Linked DNA regions of Mus musculus: regions 2 and 3 are each linked to region 1. Evidence: chromatin contacts called from public Hi-C and promoter capture Hi-C data. All regions are on one chromosome and are shown on one strand. The core of a region is the stretch at or near the end of the contact, and the rest is flanking DNA. Distances in the headings are between cores, read along the strand shown.

The links. Promoter capture Hi-C pulls out the DNA fragments that hold promoters and counts their contacts. Hi-C and Micro-C count contacts between places; a contact is called where the count stands out from the background.
Region 2: a promoter capture Hi-C map of pre-B cells shows a contact between it and region 1, with 6 times the contacts expected there. The contact joins the promoter of Sod2 here to the promoter of Prkn in region 1.
Region 3: a Hi-C map of CD4 T cells shows a contact between it and region 1, with 6 times the contacts expected there. The contact joins the promoter of Sft2d1 here to the promoter of Prkn in region 1. A contact is called at or near these places in 1 of 39 promoter capture datasets (pre-B cells) and 1 of 484 Hi-C or Micro-C datasets (CD4 T cells).

Annotation. Positions count from the first base shown.
Region 1 is chr17:10,838,983-10,842,483 of GRCm38.p6, forward strand. It overlaps Prkn (parkin RBR E3 ubiquitin protein ligase), which reads left to right and starts at 1,377. Exons shown (of 12, transcript NM_016694.4): 1 at 1,377-1,507. The coding sequence starts at 1,501. It overlaps Pacrg (PARK2 co-regulated), which reads right to left and starts at 1,209. Exons shown (of 5, transcript NM_027032.2): 1 at 779-1,209. The coding sequence starts at 886.
Region 2 is chr17:13,006,034-13,009,553 of GRCm38.p6, forward strand. Sod2 (superoxide dismutase 2, mitochondrial) reads left to right here and starts at 1,806. Exons shown (of 5, transcript NM_013671.3): 1 at 1,806-2,035; 2 at 2,151-2,353. The coding sequence starts at 2,013.
Region 3 is chr17:8,308,931-8,312,374 of GRCm38.p6, forward strand. Sft2d1 (SFT2 domain containing 1) reads left to right here and starts at 2,173. Exons shown (of 8, transcript NM_134114.2): 1 at 2,173-2,355. The coding sequence starts at 2,293. 4930506C21Rik (RIKEN cDNA 4930506C21 gene) reads right to left here and starts at 2,188. Exons shown (of 5, transcript NR_073374.1): 1 at 2,087-2,188.

The DNA.
Region 1 (3,501 bases), core at 127-2,626:
CCCACTCAGTAGACAAACATGGTTTAGCATACCAAATCATATGGTATTTAATAAACAAGAAGATTGAAAAGCAGTATTAGGCATATAGCTAAACCGTTTGTGTGCCTTTGAATATTTTCCCCTATTCGTGTTAAGAATATTTTATTTGTATTATCACAACTCATAAAAATGAAATAGGGCTTGTATTATTAGAGACACTTGAAATAGAGCTTATATTGTTTAAAATGTATTTAAAAGGCCTATCAGGAACCAGTCTTCACATAAGTAATTTTTGAATACTTTAACAGGTTAATACCTTTTTTTTTGTCAGAATGTTGCTGAGTAAATGCTAAGGCATTCTAAAATGTCCCAGATGAGATAAATTAGTATATATTACTGATGAGTTTATGTGTCTCATACTGGTTCGTGTTAAATTTTGAAAGCCTATGACTTCTAAGAGCATTCACTCCAGAAGGTCTTGTACTGAGTGGACTAAGTTTACAATAAAGATAAGGATTTTTTTCCCCCTTACCAGTGAAACAGCTTAAGTGTAATTTGGGGTAGTGGAGAAAGCACACTTGCTCAAGAAGGTGCTTATACGCTAACTCAGTACATCGCCTGCCCCAAAGGTTCTTTAACCACCTAGCCTACATCTCTGCACACTGTCGGGCAGAGTCTGCTACTGACCGAGTCATTGCCAGTTCTGGTAAACAGTACCAGGACCCAGGGCTTGTCATCCTCTACAACCACATGTCCCCTGATTCGGAGCAAGTGCGTTCAATCGAGGAAGATCACTTACGACTGAGTTTTTCATCATGGCTTTGACTGTGAAGCCCTCAGAAACCAGGGAACGAGGCTGGTGCACCTGGAACGTCTGTTGTGGCAGCAGTTTAGTCCTCTTCGGCATCTTGTCTGGGCATTTGTTTAAGGTCAGGGTCTCTTTTTCTACCACATTCTTCCTAGAAAACGTCTTGTTCTTATCAGAGGTGTGGAAGAAAAACCAGTGGCTTTTACAGAAGTGAGCAGGGGGTCGGGAAAACACTCTAAAAGGCTCTAGTGGTAGAAATTCAACCCCTCGTGCTGCCCAGGGAGATCCAGATGTTTGGCAGCACCAAGGTGGAGGGAGTTTAGGGGAGGAGAGGGGCGGGAAGAGGGCTGGGATCCGAGGCTAGAGTCTCTAAGAGCTTCCAAAGGTGTAAGCCTCCCGGTTGCTAAGCGATTAGTCAACATTAGGAGACGCTAGTCCCGCCCCTCCGTGACGAGCGTTTCCGGAAAAGGTTACCAGCGAAGACAGTTGCAGCTGCCGGAGGCGAATCTTACGGGTTAAAACTACGCCTCCCAGCAGGCTTCGCGCTAGGGGCGGGTGGTTGCGCGTGCGCACTGCGCCCGCCTGGCTCGCGAGGGGAAGGGGGAGGAGGCCTGGATGACTAAACCTGACAGAAACGCTGGTGGGAGGCTCGGGCGGGCGCCAGTGCCCGCGTAGGTCCTTCTCGACCCGCAGCCACCACCCGCCCGGTGACCATGATAGGTACGTGGGTGCCTGCCAGGTACAATCTCTCCGCGCCGCCCCGCGTCCGTGTGTGGCACCACGTCACACCCCACGGGTCCGAGTGGGATCCTCGGGGGCCGACCCGAGCCACCTGTCAGTGTCACGGCGGAGGCGTGCGTGCCGCGCTCCGTCCGCTCTGTGGGCTTCCTCGGCCCGCCCCCCCCCCCCCCCCCGCCCATAGCCTGGTCCGGTGTGTGCTAGAGCATTAGGTATGAGTTTCCAACCTGCCTTAGCCAAGGTTAGCTCGCTGAAGACTGTATCCCCACGGACACCCGCGTGCTCCACTGCGACCCCCGACGGCGGGGCTCGCCCTGCCGCTCCACGGGGTGACCAGCCCAGGTCTGTTTCGGTCAAGCTGTCCTTCACTTCAGGGCGAGTTCACACACCCTAGGACTTAAAGAAAATCTCAGGAAAGCATCTGCCTCGTGGAGATCGCACCTCAGTTCTGTCTTTTTAAATGTGTCCTCGGAGATCTGAGACGAAAGACTAGCCGAGTAGATAACTGCAAAGATGGCTTTTTCCCCCACTACAGTTTGTGACTGGGTGCAGTTTGACCAGTGCAGCTTTGGAAGTGGCCACTAGGGTTGTTCTAAGCAGTGTGAAGTAGGCAGATTGGAAAGGACCTCCCTGACAGAGATGTTATATGTGAAGCCACGTTTTGGGTTCTCCTCCGGGATAAGTAGAAATAAATGCATAATTTAGCGCACATTCCCGTTTGGAGGTTTCGTTACTGTAGACTCGCCGCCCCCATCCAAGTGATGTTCTGAAGATGTAGTGAACTTGTTTGTGATATATGCCTGACAGGTATCGCACTAAGCACATCTGAAGTCGGTCTATTTGAGATGTGTCTAGAAGATGGATGAGAGGTGCATTTATGAAGTAAATGCGTTACACGGTGAAAGTAGCCGAGTCTGTTTTAACTCATAAAAGTAATGTTACAAGTGTGCAGCCCTCCTCTCTTCCTCTTGAGAGTCATGCTAGGCAGCTAAGATGCTCCTGGAAGCAGAGGTGCACGCTCATGGTGTCTAGCTGCTTCTTCCCTCCATAGGGCAGTGTGTATTTTGGATGAATGAATTGGAAACTTGTTAAATTAAGAAAAAAAGTATACATTTTTATGAATGGCACTAAGCTTTTAAGTGACATTTACTTAAGAGTCGTTTGTAAACCCAAATCTGAACTGATTAGTGCGAACCAAGTGGGACAGATTAGGAAAAAAAATACAGATTTTACAAGAGAGAAATACCTCATATTTTGAAAACAATTACACACGTTTAGTTTCTTTCAACTTAAACTAGTTCATGGATGATTTTGATAAGCAAATGTCCCCTAAGGCTATATAAATATAGGAAATTAAGACCTAAAACTTAAAACTATTTTTAAAGTCTCATAAATTATTATATTAATAACTTTAGGATGGAACACAATTTAGCCAGCTTTATTTAGATTTACCTGGAGCCCTCTTAATAAGAACTGTGCCATTTGAATGTTACAATTAAATTAATTAGTAATAAAAACCAGGGAAATAGAAGACAGATTTAAAACTCTTCTTTCTTTGGCTACTCTTTTTACAGGGTGAATAAGTGTGCGTTTTAACACAAATGATTGTATCCTTGTCCCCTGCCCCATGAAAAGGAACTTCCATTCAAAAACAAAAACCCTACACAAACAATGTTACATTGTTTTGTTTAACTAGTTGTATTGCCTAATATTATTGGTGGCCGCATTTTCATGAAGTTCTGAATTGCCAGGTTGGAGGCTTGGGTGTGGTGACAGCACCTAAAGCAGGTGAGAGGGAACCCAATCCGGAGGAAGCTTTGGGAGGAATAGTTCTGCATTTTTATGACTAATCCTTGAACAGGAAACAAGGGCCGACAGGAACTGCACAGAGATCTGCTACAGAGCAAAGGACACACAAATAGCTCCAGGGACTGAGCAGTGTCTTCCTCTGCATAGCACTACTGAGAGCTGAGGCC
Region 2 (3,520 bases), core at 556-3,055, 2.2 Mb after region 1:
AGGGCAGAGCTGGAGAAGTGATGCCAGCCCTTAGGAGCCCAAAAGATCAAGTGGAATCCCAGACACTGAAACAAGAAGCTGTAACATTGAAATTGCCTTGGAGACTCAAAGCTATTAAAGATGCCAGAGCCATGGGATACGTGCTAAGGAAAGCTGCTAACAGGGAGTGGAACCAGCCCAGGAGAAAGCAGTTGTTGCAGTCAACAAAGATGAAAAAGGAGTGGAGATCTGAAGACCGCTTTGACATCAGCCATGGAGACGCAGAGTTTGGAGTTTACCCAGCTGGTTTCCTGTCTTTCTTTGGGGATTACAGTTAAGTGATTGGATGAATCTCAGAAGAGACCTTGAACTTTGGATTTTTAATATTGTTGAGACTGCTATAGACTATGAGGACTTGAAAAGTTTGACTAAATGCATTTTTTTTTGTTTTTGTTTTTGTTTTTTTTTTTTGAGGCAGGGTTTCTCTGTATAGCCCTGGCTGTCTTGGAAATCACTTTGTAGACCAGGCTAGCCTTGAACTCAGAAATCCGCCTGCCTCTGTCTCCGGAGTGCTGGGATCAAAGGCATGTGCCACCACACCACCATAGCATTTTGCATTATGCTATGTTTAAGTATGGCCCCCCATAGACTCATGTTTTTGAACAAGTCTATGGGGGGCCAGGGAGTGGAGCATGATGGTTTGTATATTCTTGGGCCAGGGAATGGCACCATCTGGAGGTGTGGCCTTGTTGGAATAGGTGTGACCTGGTTGGAATGGGTGTGTCACTGTGGGTGTGGGCATAAGATCCTCACCCTAGTTGCCTGGAAGTTAGTCTTCCACTAGCTGCCTTTGGATGAGGACATAGAACTCTCAGCTCTGCCTGTGCCATGCCTGCCTGGATACTGCCATGCTCCCACCTTAATGATAATGGACTGAACCTCTGAACCTGTAAGCCAGCCACAAGTAACTGTTGTTTTTTATAAGACTTGCCTTGGTCATGGTGTCTGTTCACAGCAGTAAAACCCTAACTAAGACACAGGTCATCCATACAGCTCCGGTCTGACGCCTGTGGACAGGTTTCTCCCTACCGGAAAGCATCCTCTTGCAATTCCCCTTACCCTAAGCCCTGTCATCCTTAGGAGGCCTGCAAAGGGGGTGGGAAAAAACCACCGGGAACTACTCAGCCAACTGCCTTCTGCTTTCTTAGTGTTTTCTAATCAGGGAAGACATAAACCCATTAAGTAGAAGAGGAAAGCTGTATAATTGTTATGGAAACATTTGATAGCCACTGCTTCTTAGACTAATAAGTCCACAAAGGGAAACAATGTCCTTTTACATTTGGTCGAGTGGGTTGGTTTTTGAAGTCACTGAATGTTGCAGAGTTTAATCAAGAAAGATGAACCTCGCCTTCTAATCCGGACTCTTACTAGTTAACTGGCAAGCTGCACCCGGAGTCCGCAACCCCAGTCTCAGGGGCAACAAAGATGAACACACGCAAACCTGCGACGTGATTTAATGTCAGGTTAGGCCCCAGGGAAGGTCACTCCGGGCATAAATTAACTGGGTCAGAGGGGCCCTGATTACTCCATAATTCTGACCAGCAGCAGAGCCTTGGCTTTCCGGAGGAAAGTCTCCAGGGTTTCCCAGAAGCAGGAGTAGAAATAGAGTGGAAGCTTTGCAGCTCACAGCCAGAGCTGGACAGGGCGGCCCGAGGAGGGGCGGAGCCACACCGCGGGGCGGACGGGGTTCCCCGAGGCGGGGCGGGGCCAAGGCCGATGGTGGGGGCGTGGCTGTAGCAAGCACGCGGCCTCTACCAATTTGGCACAGGGGAGACGTTGCCTTCCCAGGATGCCGCTCCGTTATGCGCCGGGCCGTCCGTGTCGCCGTCCTCCCCTCCGCTGATGGGCGCTGCGGGCAGGGTCACCGCTTCGCTGTGTCCTTGCGGACGCCGGGCGGACGCTGCCTAGCAGACGCGCGCCTGCGAGCGAACGGCCGTGTTCTGAGGAGAGCAGCGGTCGTGTAAACCTCAATAATGTTGTGTCGGGCGGCGTGCAGGTGAGCGGCAGGGCCCCGGGGCCTCGGCGTCCCCTACGGGTGGGTCTCGGGGCGGCGGGCGTGGCTGGCTCGCCGTGTCAGTGGCGTGACCCGCCGTCCTCTCTGTTCCTCTCAGCACGGGCAGGAGGCTGGGCCCTGTGGCCGGTGCCGCGGGCTCCCGGCACAAGCACAGCCTCCCAGACCTGCCTTACGACTATGGCGCGCTGGAGCCACACATTAACGCGCAGATCATGCAGCTGCACCACAGCAAGCACCACGCGGCCTACGTGAACAATCTCAACGCCACCGAGGAGAAGTACCACGAGGCTCTGGCCAAGGGTAGGTGCGGGGCCCCTGCACACGAGGATCCCGGTGGCCGGACGGAGGTCTGTTTCGATGCCGGGGAATACCTCCGTTGGTTCGCATAAACGTCCTTTCCTATCCCGGAAAACACAGGACCTCACGAAAGTACTTGACGGACCTTACTGTTGTGTCCTTTTTTGTCACCCGTGTTGCTAGCTAGCATTGGTGGTGGTCCTTTAAAGACAGCTCTCGGACGCTGCTCCTTTTTGCGTAATGAATATTTAGTTTTTGTTTTGCATATGAATATTTAAAATATGCGGTTGTTATATAACGTGGCTTCAGGAGAGTTTGTTTTGCTTATTTTTCAGGTAGCCTTGGCAGCCATTTGCAGGAGGGTTGAGAGTGCCCGAGCTGGGTCAGCCAGGTGCCCTTGGGTGAGAGGGTGGTTGGGGCTAGAAGTGGCTGGGGTTTTGCTGAGAGCAAGCGATATTGGTGGCCTGGCAGCAGGTGCAGGAGAGGGTCTGAAGTGGCATCAGAAGACTGCAGTCCGAGTTGTGATTATTGTCACCGTTGTGGACAACAATAGGATTAGTTCAGTCTAGGGCTGGGACTCCCTGACCCCTTGGATATCTCTGGACATCCTGTTTCACACTCTTTACCCTTGGGGGGGGGGGGAGGAAAAGACAGGAACGAGCACTTAGCTGCAGAACAGGCTAGACTTGGTACTTTTGGGGTCAAAGTTCACAAGAAAAATAGCTATTTTGTGAGAAACTGAGTATCTGTCACTGAATGGAACAGTAGGCAAGCTTATTTATTTACCTATATTTTTAAGCGCTCAGCCAACAAAATCCATAGTGCAGAGTTCTGTGTTTGCACCCCTAGATGATGTATATGGGAATGCTATAGTATTAAAAAACCTCTGTGTGTGTGTGTGTGTGTGTGTGTGTGTGTGTGTGTGTGAATGGATTCGTGCTGACACACGGAGCCAGTGGAGGTTAGAGGATAACCTAGGGCATTGGTTCTCTCCTTCCACTGTGGTATCCAGAAACTAAGCTCAGATTGTCAATTCAAGTCAGGGTGTCAGGTTTTCCTGGCAAGAGCCTTTTTGTGTTTTACCTGTTGAGTCAACCACAATTTCTGGGAATTTTTTTGGAAGATTTATTTATTATTATATTTTTATTATTATTTATTATTATTACATAT
Region 3 (3,444 bases), core at 923-3,422, 2.5 Mb before region 1:
CTGAGCCTGCATGGCCCGGAAAGTGCTACAAGGACTGACTGATTTGTAGCATCTCCAACCCCAGAAGCTGTTACTGATAAGGATGTTTTCAGGGTTTTTCTATTTAGTCCCTTAACAGCTCTGTAAGGAAGGGATAGATGTTATTTTCATATTTGTTTTGTTTTAGAGACATGGTCTTTCCCTCACACTATGTAGCTGGCTTTCCCTCACACTACGTAGACCAGGCTGGCTTGAATTCACAGAGATCCACTGCCTCTGCCTCTCAAGTGCTGGGTTTAAAGGCTTGCACCATTATGCCTTCCTTATTTCCATATCTGAAGCCAAGGTTTGTGGTGATTTTTGTCAAATCCCAAGGCTACAAGGAGTGGGGACAAGATTCTAGCCCAGTTTCTCTCCAGAACCTAGGCCCTTACTCATTTTATTATCCCCCACAATGGATCTAATAAATTCTTTGTAACATTGTTCAGAAGACAGGTTTGGCTTCTAGGGAACAAGAAACAATAAAACCTATACATTGGCCTTTTGTTTGTTTGGTTGTATGGGTTTTTGAGACAGGGTTTCTCTGTGTAGCCCTGGCTATCCTAGAACTCACTTTGTAGACCAGGTTAGCCTCTAACACAAGAGATCTGCCTGCCTCTGCCTCCTGAGTGCTGTACTAAAGGCATGCGCCACCACCTCTAGTTCAGTCTTTATTTTGCTTTTAAGATTTATTTATGCTCTGTTTATTTATATAATAATATAAGTTAATATATGTTATATATAATAAATACTAAATATATTTATTTATTTATTATGCTCTATTTGCATGTATGCCTGCATGACAAAAGAGGTCATCAGATCCCTTTATAGGTGGTTGGAAGTCACCAAGTGGGTGCTGGGAATCAAACTCAGGGCCTCTGGAAGAGCATCCAGTGTTCTTAACCTCTGATCCATCTCTCAAGCCCTCAGTCCTTGTTTTTAATAGTTACATTTTGTTCTATATAATTAAATTTGTCAGGCAATTTACACTTCAAGACATGTGTGTTGCCCAAGGTCTCTATTCTACATAAGATCGTACTCGGCCTTAAGAATGACAGGGGCCTGGAGAGATGGGCTCAGTGGTTAAGAGCACTGGCTGCTTTTCCAGAGGATTCAGTTTCCCAGCACCCACACAGCAGCTCACAATCTTCCCTAATTCCAGTTCTAGGGAATCTGATGCCTTCTTCTGATAGCTATGGGCTGTGCATGAATATGGTACACAGACACACAGGCAAATGACAGAAGGGGGTGGGGTCACATATATATCAAATCAGAACACTAAGAGGTTAAGTCTCAGGCAAAACTGGGTTACTAAATAGCTTTCTGTCTGCAACACATTCTAGGATCGTTGTTTATTCTTGTTACTATAATTAACACCCTATCATTTGTACAAATTAATGGGTTTCACTGTGACATTAAGATCCATGTATATGTCACCAGAATTTTTAAACTGCCACTAATTATTTCAAGTACATACTGACTCCTTCAAATCGAGGTTTCAACTATATTGTGAGTACTGGCAATTTCATATATATTGAAAAACAGACTTTTCATAACTACTGTTATCAGATTTTTTAATATAGAAGTTACTATACTTCAAAGGGAAAACGTGTAGCCATATTAAAAACTATTTTATTGGACATCAAGGACGATTTTTATTGTACATTCGTTATCATCTTTGTAATCTTTCAAAGGGCAAAGGGACGGGGCTTTCGCACTTTTGTTCGTTCAGGTCTAACTCCCTGAGAACGCTGGAGCAGTTTCATCTGTAAAAGATCCCCTTCTCTAGTAATGACTGCCTTTCGCGAGGCAGTAGGATTGACAATTAACCCTTTTTTTTTTCTTGATCCAATTTTAAGGAGGAAGCTGTTAGTGAAATCGTTAAAATAAAGGCCATTTCATTACCATCTCTCCAACCCAAAACAATCGGGGCAGGACCTGTCACTCAGTGCCTGGACAGTCATGCAACTGGACACTGTTTCTCTGCACCAGGCCGGACAGACAGCTCTAACTGTGTCCCTCCCTACTGGCTGGCTGAACGATCTTGAGGATAAGAAAAGCCACTCACCAGCCCCCTGCGGGCACCCGTGGGCGCGCCGGAAGTGACGTAATCAGGCCCGCCCCAGCAGATTAAAGAGCAAGGAGGTGCGCATGCTTGAAGGAAGCGGAAGTCCGGATTTCCGGCCGGCGCTTGAAGGTGCGGATTCCGGGCTTCCGGGTGGGCGTGGGGGCCGGACGAGCTAGGGGTCGGCGGCGTGGCAAGAGGACAGGGCTATGGAGAAGCTGCGGCGCGTCTTGAGCGGCCAGGACGACGAGGAGCAAGGCCTGACGGCGCAGGTAACGTCCTCGGCCGCGGCGACAGTGGGAGAGGGGACCGCGAACCGCTCTCGGGGAGTCGGTCCCGGATCCCCGGGACTGTCCGGTCCCCGCTTCTCTGCCATGGCCTTTCTCTGCGCCCTCCCCTCCTGCACCAAGTTCCGCCGCCCCTGCAGCGAGCAGGCCTCGGGGCCAGGCTGCCTGTGGCCGGCTCATTCATTCCAGGTCTCAAGACAGATCTGGGGCTGGGGAGATGGCTCAGCGGTTAAGAGCACTGACTGCTGCTCTTCCAGAGGTCCTGAGTTCAATTCCCAGCAACCACATGGTGGCTCACAACCATCTGTAATGGGGATCTGATGCCCTTTTCTGGTGTGTCTGAAGACAGCTGCTGTGTACTCATATAAATAAATAATAAATAAATAGATCTTTAAAAAAATTAAGGCTGAGATCTGGGCGAGAGACTGGAGAGCACGGACGTGCCAAAGGTTGCCTGTGAAGTCAGCCCTCCTTAGTAATGCATGGTTTTGTTTTGTTTTGTTTAATTAACAGAGCCCTTGTTTGCTTGTGACCCAGACATGAGACTTGATAAAGACTTACTTCCTCCAGTAAGAATTAAAAATAGGCAAACAGGAACTGCTTTGTGTTTTGCACGCTAGCACATTTTGGTGTGTCTTGGCACAGACCTGGGCCTGATTTTGTATTACATGAAGATGTTTTGTTTGTTCGTTTTTCCTTTCTGACTTATTTGTTGGCAGGGCTGAGGTAGCCCGTGTTGAGACAAGTGAACTCTATATTGTATTTTGTGTTTTGTTTGTTTGTTCTTTTTGGGTTTGTTCCAAGACAAAGTCTCACTGTGTAGCCCTCACTGGCCTGGAGCTACAAAGGTCCTCCTGCCTCTGCCTCCTGAGAACTGAAATCAGTATTGTAATTGCAATACAAAAGACCTGTACATAGTCACTTCAGCAATGGCTGTAAATATGGCTTATCCACCGTGCTTGATAGTATCAACTGCTTCATGCTCCACTCTTTGTTCTAGATCTTTGCTGTAGCTATGACCACATGTAGCCACTCAAAATGTAAACAGATTAAAATGTAGAATTTATTTCCGTA